Linked DNA regions of Arachis hypogaea: region 1 is linked to region 2. Evidence: chromatin contacts called from public Hi-C data. All regions are on one chromosome and are shown on one strand. The core of a region is the stretch at or near the end of the contact, and the rest is flanking DNA. Distances in the headings are between cores, read along the strand shown. Region 1 has its middle 18 kb from the start of LOC112717898. Region 2 holds the start of LOC112716310 (dof zinc finger protein DOF5.6).

Region 1 (5,236 bases), core at 1,458-3,957, 53 kb after region 2:
ATTATCGACAAATTTTTGCAACAGACTTAATTTTCACGGATTAAATAACAAATATCGTTGTTAGTAATGAAATTTGTGATAAATATTATCTAACGATAAAAATAGTGTTACTAACAATTAGCAATAATATTTTAAATCAGTCACTAATTAGTGATTGAATTTAGGGATATACTTTTAATTTTATAATATATGTCGCTAGTTCGAATCATAAAACCAATTTTTTGAGGCGATAACAACATATTTAATCCTTCGATAATGCCAAATAATTTTATTTGTTAATTTTGTGAATGATGAATTAGTCAATAATAGTTAAAAAATTATAACTTTTTTTTAGCTACAAACTCCACGAAATTCAAATATAAAATCTGAATACATAATTTGCAATTTAGCATTGTCAATAACTTCATTTCATCAAACTTATATACGACAACGTGCAACATACTTAAATTTAAATAAAATTGATTGTACACAAAAAATACAAATTTATTGCGTATAAATAATTTTAAGATAATCCAAAATATGGTTAGAAAAGAATAAAGTTCTTTCTAAAGGTATTAGGTCAAAAGAATGAAACTAAAAAAAACACTTTAAAAAGTTGAATATTTCTTTAAATATGAACTAAATTAGAGGAAGTGGATTGATTGAATTTGAAATGTAAAAAATGTATCTAATTAGAAATAAACTAAATTAAATATTCATTTACTAATGTCATATGCCATGAGCACCATTTTATTTGTACACATCTTTGCCACGAACATCCAAAGCAGTGTCAGAACTGCTATCTTAACTTGTGGAGATAAACTTCCTTCTTATACCTATTTTTAATTAAAAAGACTTAAAATAATGAAAACATCCAAAAATATCTTCTACCAATTATCCTATTTAGTAAAAGCCTTGGAATAAGAGATAAGTTGAATATGACATTGTAACCATTAGACAATATATATACTTTTCTCTCAAAATGGGTTGAAATTATAAAGAGTAAAGTATTGTTTTGTCTCCAACATTTACGATAAGTCCTAAAGTTGTTCTTAACGTTTAAATCATCCTATAGAAGGAAAACGTTAGGGACAATAAATAATACATAGAAATAAATTTTAATTTTATCCTTCAATAATATCAATTTTTTACTATACATAGTTATTTAATTATTTTTAAATTACATCTAAGTAATCACATTAGATTCATTCTAAATAAATTTATTTTTTTTTATAATTTTACTCTTAACAATTTTTACTCATCATAAAATGTTTGTAGAATGACTAGTACATAAACTTGCAAAAAAAAAATACATATATAATAAAGTATAAATTTGTACATTTTGTCTCTAATGTATCGAAATTCTTTAACATTTAATTTAGTTAAATTTTATTTTTAATTTTATTCTTTAATAATATTAAATTTTTACGGTAGATAATTATTTAATTATTTTTTTAATTTTATTCTTAATTATATTTTTTAAGTGAATTTATTTTTAATTAAGAACAAAATTAAAAAATAAATTAAATAATTATTTGTCATAAAAAATTAAAATATTGAAGAAAAGATTAAAATTATTAAAAATAAAGTTTAACTAAATTAAACATTAAAAATTTTCGATACATACATTAAAGATAAAAGATATAATTTATACTTTATTGTATATGTATTATTTTTTTTCGCAAATTTATGTACTAGTCATTCTACAAACATTTCATAATGAGTAAAAATCTTTAAGAGTAAAATTATAAAAAAATAAATTTATTTAGAATGAAAGTAACGTGATTAAGTGTAATTTACTGAATAATTATGTACCGTAAAAAATTGATATTATTGAAGGATAAAATTAAAATTTATTTCTATTTATCGTTTTTGTCTCTAATATTTTCGTCATATTTAAGTCCCTAACATTTTAAAATCGTTTCAATTTTGTCTCGCCGTTAATTCTGTTAACAGATCCCTAACGGCAGGATAACATTGAGCCAATTTTAAAACGTTAGGAACTTAAATAAAACGATTTAAACGTTAGGAACAATTTTGGGATTTACTCTAAACGTTGAGACAAAAACGATACTTTACTCAAATTATAAAAGGACTTCAACCTACTTCTTTCAAAGAGAATATCATTTGCTCTTCTCTAATTCTTTTTATTGTTCTTCATTTTGTTCATCAAATTCAAATAAAAGAATTTATAAAATCAGCATTCGAATGTTTTTTAGTAAAACACTCAATAATAAATTTTAATTAACCGGTATTCACTTTAAAAGAACTTATTCATCCTCTTATGACATTAATAAAAGTCTCGATACTTATTTTTCATTATTATTTTTTATCTATCCTTAATCTCTTCTTTTAATTTATTTTACTTCATTTATTTCCATAATACTACCTTCAAATCAGAAATCTTATATAATCCAACAATATATATTTAAAAAAAATAGATTGTTTCAATATATACACTCACTCGTATTGTCTATTGCGAATTTTGTCTATTGCGGATTCCTTGGTTGTCACTCTTTCTTTTTTTTTTTTCTCTCTGAAATGTCACTCTTGAATCCGAATGGCTCATCATGAAGGCATACAAATTCCCCCCCCCCCCCCCCCCCTTTTATTTTACCAACAAAGTATTTTTTGTTTGGACGTAAACAAAAAGTTGTATTGTTATATTGTTTCTTAACTGATGGGCTTGAACCCTGTATGAATAGTTGAATACCAAAAACTGGTTAAAAGAATTGTCTTAAAAAGAAATCTTGAGCCAATGAGTCTTAGCTCAAAAAGTATGTGAGAAGTGTGTAGGTGTATGTTGTAACTAACATTGGGGGTTGCTCAATCCACCTAACCAAAAAATAAAAAAAAAATTCTGACTGAAACAAAAGATTATTCACTTCATTTTTAATTTAATGATAAATCGACCATAAGTTATCAAAAATCTGAAATCTTTACCTACCTAATAATCCATGTTCAGTGCAACATTTTAAATTGATTAAAAGTGCAGTCTTGGCTCTTCCTCTTGTGCAGCCCAGAAAAATTTAAACATTTATCTCTGACTGATATTACAAAATACATCATACATTTAGATCAAGCTAGCTCATTTGCTCTGTCTTTAACATAGAGCTTGATGTATTTCTCAATAACAAGTTGAATGCGATGGATTGTATAACATATAAAGACAGGGTTAGGACTTAGGATACTTTCTTTTTTCTTTTCTTTTTCTCCCCCACTTTGGGCTGGACACATATCTGGTTGTGATACACTTAAACAGGGCCATGCTTGCTTTTATATCAAAGGTGAGTTTGGAATATTAGTAAATATCTAAATATACAAATAATTATTTACATTATAAATAGTTAAATACTTCATATAAGTTTTAAAGTACCATAGTACCAGACTCAATTAAAAAATCGAGCAAAATGATATCGGACTCTGAAAACAATTAAATCTCAATTATTTATTTATTTGTGGTCATCACTCAGCACTCTAGTTTTAATTAGATTTTTTTTTAATTTTTTTTATATTATAAATTATGAATTCTCACCTTACATTATTTAAAAGATTTAATTTTAATGCACTAACAATATAAAATACTTAGGATTTAGATAACCGTTTATGAGATAAATATAAAAGATAATTATTTTTACTAATATAATATTTTATAATTAGATACACATGTAAGCAATGAGGACCTAAATAAAACTTATTAGTGGAGCAAAAATATGCAAAATAATGTTTAGGTATATATTAGGAGTACAAAGTCTGATGTCTAAGATTCAAGAAAAAAATGTTCAAGATTATTTATTAGGGTAAAGATCAGGGCACATTTTTTTGGATATGAGAAGCATGTTGTTGAGCATTGTTGTGGAGAATGTGGGTGCTAGACATGAATGTAGGACAGTTTTTTCTGAAACAAGGGATGAAAAAATTGGACCATCGGATTTCTTTGTAAAAAAAAATAAAGCCTACTAATAGTCCTATTAGTATGGGAAAGAAAATTTAAATTTTGACGAAAGTAATCACACTCTCAAAAAATTAAAAAAATTTTGGGTACACAAATTAGAGTATCTCATTTGTGTACCCCAAATTTTGTTAAGTTTTAATACAAATCTGACTCTCCGATTTGTGTACCCCAAATTTTGTTAAGTTTTAATACAAATCTGACTCTCCCATTTGTGTACCCAAAAATCGGACGGTTCAATTTTTGTTCTTGACACCAGTAAAATACCTATACACTCCATAACTGCATCTTACACCATTTCCCCTTCCATATCTAAATTAAAAAGTGAATGATCAGTTTGGTTAGTTAGAACTCAGTTAGTTAAATTTTAGTTTCTGCAGAAGTAGTGCAGCAGGGTAAAAACTAAAAACACTCTGTATATTTATATGTCTTGTATGTGATACTGGTTCCTTAGTTCAGTTTCAATACAATGCAGAGTTAATATTCAGTTCTAAACACAAGTCTTCATCTCTTTTTCTCTAATTCGTCTGTGCTACAAATTCTGTTCTAAGTATTGTTTCTCACTGCACAAGTGAAGAACTTGAAATCCCTTTTATGGTATCAAGAACTTAGGATAAATATCCATGGCTTCTCCTTCAAATGATTCAGTCACATCACACAATGTGGCTGTCAACAACAAGAACAACAATAATAACAATCAGATTTTTCAACAATTCTTCAATCAGAGACTATTCAATCCAATTCAAGACAAGCTGGGAGAGAATAATCATAGAACTTGGCAACAACAGGTACTTGCTGCCATTTGAGGTCAGCTTCTGGAAGATCACTTGTTTAAAGAAAGGATTTCTCAACAATTTTCTGCAGCTGATGATTAATTAGCTGGTATTGAATCTCCTCAATACAAGCAATGGGTTCAAGATGATCAGAATTTGATTTCTTGGCTGCTGGCTTCTATGGATTCTACTTTTACCCCAGAAATGGTAGGGTGCACTTTCTCTTATCAGATTTGGGAGAAAATTGAAAACTACTTTGCAGAATCCACTAAATTCAGAATTAAACAGCTGAAAGAACAGTTGAAGATGACCAAGAAACACGGTTTGACAGCAAAAGAATACATCTCTAAAATCAAGACTATTGCAGATTCTTTAGCAGCTTTGGGAAAACCTCTTAAGCCAACAAAACAGATTGAAGCTATTCTTGATGCTTCATATAACAATCACTTTCAAACCAGAATTGTACACACTATGTGAAGTTGAAACTCTTATTCTCACAAATGATGATATGTTAGAAAAATACTAAAGATCT
Region 2 (4,815 bases), core at 365-2,864:
ATCATCATCATATGTCAGCATCATTCTCTCATGGCATGAAGATGAAGAATCCATAATATAACTATTACCAACGTTGTTGACACTGTTGTTGCCGCAACCGCCGCCATTAAGTGATGACATGCCGCCAAATGATGCAATTGGAGAGCAATTAAGTGCATGAAAATTGTTAGGTCCCAAGCCAACATTATTAGCCATACCAAGCATCATCATGTTGATGTTGTTATTGCTGTTGTCGTCGCCGCCACCATTACTATTATTATTCCCAAAGAAATCAAAGCTTCTAGAACTATTAATACCGCTCCCAATTATGCCTTCAAGCTTGCTCTCCATGAAATCGATTGGCCTAACAAGATTGTTCTCAAGCATGCCAACGTGGAACTTGCTCTCCATGAAGCTACTATGATTAGGGTTAACGTTACCACCAAGAATAATGTTACTGAGGTGAGAAAATTGGACATCGGGGAAAGAAAGCTGAAGATCTTTAGGGCAAGTAGAATAAGAATGTGATTGGTTGTCATTGTTATTGTTGTTGTTGGATTGGTGGTGTTTCTTGGAATTGGAGGAGAGTTTCTTGTTTTTCCGGCAGCCGCCGCCGACGGGGATGTTGCGGAGGGTGCCGCCCTTAGTCCAGTACCTTCTGCAGGTCTTGCAGAAGTAGCGGGGCTGAGAGAGGCTGTAGTTGTTGTAGTAACAGAATTTGGTGTGGGTTGAATCGCAGCGGGGGCACTTGAGGGCTTGGTCGTGTGGGGGTCTCATTCTTCTCTCCTTCATTGGCCTTGCCGAGCATTTCATAATGTCGCCGGAGGAGGATAATGGCGAGCCAGAAGAATCCATGCCACCGCTGCCGCTGCCGCCGGAGACCTCGTCGTGAACTGTTCCCTGATATAATGATAATGTCCAAGTAATTAACAAAAGAAAAGAAATAATAATCTGTCTTTTTCTTTTCCCTGGCATTTTCTTTTTTCCGGCATTCACTTTGAAATTTTTTCAAATTAAAATGCAGTTATTTTTATGTAAAATTTATAATTTATCACGTGAATTTTTAGTTTTTACCTCTCAAGAGGCATACTATACAAGAAAATTAACTGTGTTTTTTCTCAAAAATAAAGAAATTAAAGCGAAGATGTAATTGTTGACTACGTGTTTGTATATATTAAGAGGAATGTTATATGCAACCTATGTACAAGTCTTTCGTATAGCATCCGGGGATTGATAATTAAAAAATGAGAGATGAATGGAAGGTGTATAGAAAAATTAGTACAAAAACATCATTTTTGGAGATGAATGGCGTACCTGGAACCAGTGATCTGGTGAGTCCATGCAGATGTGCAGAGAAGAAAAAGCCATAATAATAAATAAATTAAAGAAGGGCTCTTGGGTTACGTTGTTGATCTTGTATGAGAGGGATGATTTTCATGGGAGAATAGTGCATATATATTATTACTACATTAATTAAGGAGGGATCGGAGGTGATGAAGAATGAAGAGGAGTGTAAGGAATGGAATGGAAGTGTGAGAAGATGAGTTTGTGTGTGGTGTGGTGATGTGAATAAGAAGGAAGAAAAAGGTGAGAGGGAAGGATATGAAGGTAACAGTGTGAAAGCCCCGTCGGTGACAACAATGGTGGGCCTCTTTCTGTCCCTAATGCCTAATATCTCAATCAAGCGCCTCTATCCGTTTAAAATATATATTAAAATTTTAAATATAATTTAAAAATAAATTAAATTATATATATTTATATATAAATATATCAATTATAATATATATATATATTAAAATTAGTTATTAAAATTAATTATTAATATAAAATATATATTAAAAATAAATTAAATATATATATTAATGACTAATTTTAATAATTAATTTTAGTATATAAATAATTTTTTTATAAATATATAGTAACTATTTATAACATGCAAATAAATAATATTTTTACTAATAATTCTCTAGGTCCCTCACAAGTGATCACAACAATCTATGAAACACGGACATTTCGCTAAATTATCGTGTTCGCATGTTGGACATATTTCAGACACGACACTCATCATATTCGTTCGACATGTGTGTTTGTTGTGTCCAAAACATGTCCTAATATAAAATAAAAAATTCTTCACCAAATACGCTTGGACAGACCTAAATACCATCACGTGTCAGCGTATCCAATCTTATTTTTAACATATATTCTTGAAATAAATTTAGATATAATATATATTATTATTTATTAAAACAAAAAAATATTTTAAATACTTGATATAATTAAAATAAGATAATTAAAAATAATTAAAAAATTAATTTATATTTTAATATCAATAAAATATCAAAATATCATTAAGTTTTATCTAAAAAATATTTTACATTTTATATGTATGCGTGTTCCCGTGTCTTATAAAATTTTAAAATTTGCGTGTTCCGTGTCCGTGCCAGTGTCCGTGCATCATAGACAACAACAAAATTGAGGTGGTTAATCATTTTTTAGTTATTTAAAATTAATTTTTTTATAAGAAGATATTAGAAAAGAATGTGCTTTGTTAATTAGTTTTAAAAGAAAAATATATTTATTATATGTCGTTATTACTAACCTTGTAACATAAATTTCTTTATTAATTCCTGTTATTTGTTTCAGAGTTTTGGATATTTCCTTTAAATGAAGAAAAATGTACATAAAAAAAAGTAAACACTAAATAAACAATATAATTATAAGCTAATAAATAATTAAGTTGTTATATATTGTATAATATTTTGAGTTATTAAATTTTTATAAAAAATATTATGTACATATTAAAAATTAATTATTATATATTCGTATATAAATATATGTATAGTTTAATTTAATTTAATTTTAATATATATTTTATATTTTAATGTGTGTTTAATAATATTAATAACTAATTTTAATAATTAATTTTAATGTATATCTATTGTACTTTTATAAACATATATATATTTTTTACCCTAAAAGTTAAATATAATATATAGTCAACTTTAAAACAAAAGATGCCATAATTTTATAATATTCCCATCCATTTTTAAATACTAAAATGTGGATTAGCCGGTTTTGATTATTTTTTTTAGTGTGATCAATGAACAAAAGATATTAAAATATATGTCTAATACATCGATTTTTTAAAGAGTACAGTGAAAATTAAATTCTTAAAAATTTTAATTTTAGATTAATTAATTTTTAAAAGAAATTATCAATTTAATCTTTTTTATAGTAAATGATAGATATGTGATATTTTTTATTAATTTATTTCATAAAATTTAACAGTAATATTTATATGTACTGGGTGATGTATTTATTTATAAAAAATTAATAATTTTTGTTGAAATGAAATTTTAATTATTTCGATAAAATTTATGATAAATAAAGAATAATTAATAACAATTATATGAAAATTTAAAAAATAATAAATATTTTATTATCTACAAATTACATTTTTTTATACTCATGTAACTATAATAAAAACATGCATTATTATAGATAATAAAAATATATTGACACCATTACGTGTTATACTATTTATTAATAAAAAGATTTACATATATGTCTACTATTTATTATTGTAAAGATCTAATTAATACATTTTTTAAGATAAATTTATCCGAATTCAAAGTTCTCGAAGATGAAATTGTTATTTTACTCGATTTTTTAATGTAAATAATAATGTTTCACAGTTTTGGCTTATCTGGATCATGTGGAGCAAATCTATTTATGCAGGGTGAGAAGTGGGGTTTGCTGAGTTGGGAGAATTTATAACCGTTGATGTGATCATGTGGTAGTACTAGATATAGATTTGGTTCACAAAATAATAGGTTAGAGAGAAGAACGTCACTATGGTTTGTACTTGATGTGACACAAGCTTAGAAACGAGAATATTTGGGTCCCCGATAAAGAACACATACCCAAAGAAGAGAAGAGAGTACTACTTGGATTGTTATTATTATTTGGACCCACTCAACCTCCTCCCACAAGCAAGGGATATATTCCATCTCATGACATGCTCCTTCATGCTTCTCATGTGCCCTCTTTATTTCTTTTTCTAGATACTGCTCATCACTCCCTATACAAACCTAAATCTATTCCTTATATTGCCTCTTCCATTTTCTATTCCACTTTCAAATTTGGAAATTTTATAAGCACTCTTGTTTGTATATAGCGGTTAAATATCGTATAGTAATGTATTTGAAGAGCACGTAATTAATTGCATTACGTGGAGAATAATATCTTCATATATAGTATTCCTCCTCGTATATTCTCTAATAGAGATCTCTTGATTATTGGAAATTAAATGAAATTAGTTTAGCATGGTTAAAATTCAAACTTTGAAATAATATTCCTTATTCCTCAAGTAATAGAAGGCGGGTTGGTAGAAGTATTGGTATTTGAAAACAAGGGCGAATAAACTGAAAAAGCATTTAATGAGAAGAAGGGTGATACCCGAAAGAGAAACTAAGATGCTATCTTTACATATATCCAGTGAGTAGAAAGAAACTAAGGTGAGTGAGGTAGCGAATAACAATATTAGAAATGCTAGGAGGCCACTAGAATTGCTATTATTTAGTCATTAATTTAATTTTTTAGTATAATTTTTTTAGTCTAATAATTTATCAATATATTTTATCTCATATTTTAAATATTAATAACTAACTAATAACAAAAAATAATAAATTTTAATAATTTTTTAATATTTTTCTAATAATAATAATGTAAAGATAATGAATTTCTTTTTATTAATTTAAATTTAAAATAAATAATATCATAATATTGTATTTAAATTTTTATAATTAAAATATTTAAATTTAAATTTTGTTGTAT

What was found. Hi-C and Micro-C count contacts between places; a contact is called where the count stands out from the background.
Region 1: a contact with region 2 is called in a Hi-C map of an unstated tissue, with 3 times the contacts expected there. The contact joins the enhancer-like site here to the promoter of LOC112716310 in region 2. A contact is called at or near these places in 2 of 8 Hi-C or Micro-C datasets (leaf and an unstated tissue).

What each region holds. Positions count from the first base shown.
Region 1 is chr10:106,153,519-106,158,754 of arahy.Tifrunner.gnm2.J5K5, forward strand. No RefSeq gene overlaps it. Among protein-coding and RNA genes, the nearest start is that of LOC112717898, 18 kb to the right of the region's middle. Within about 2 kb of position 2,708, at least 2 of the 3 cell types and tissues checked have open chromatin away from gene starts, as enhancers often do.
Region 2 is chr10:106,101,656-106,106,470 of arahy.Tifrunner.gnm2.J5K5, forward strand. LOC112716310 (dof zinc finger protein DOF5.6) reads right to left here and starts at 1,615. Exons shown (of 2, transcript XM_025768191.3): 1 at 1,294-1,615; 2 at 1-879. The coding sequence starts at 1,347.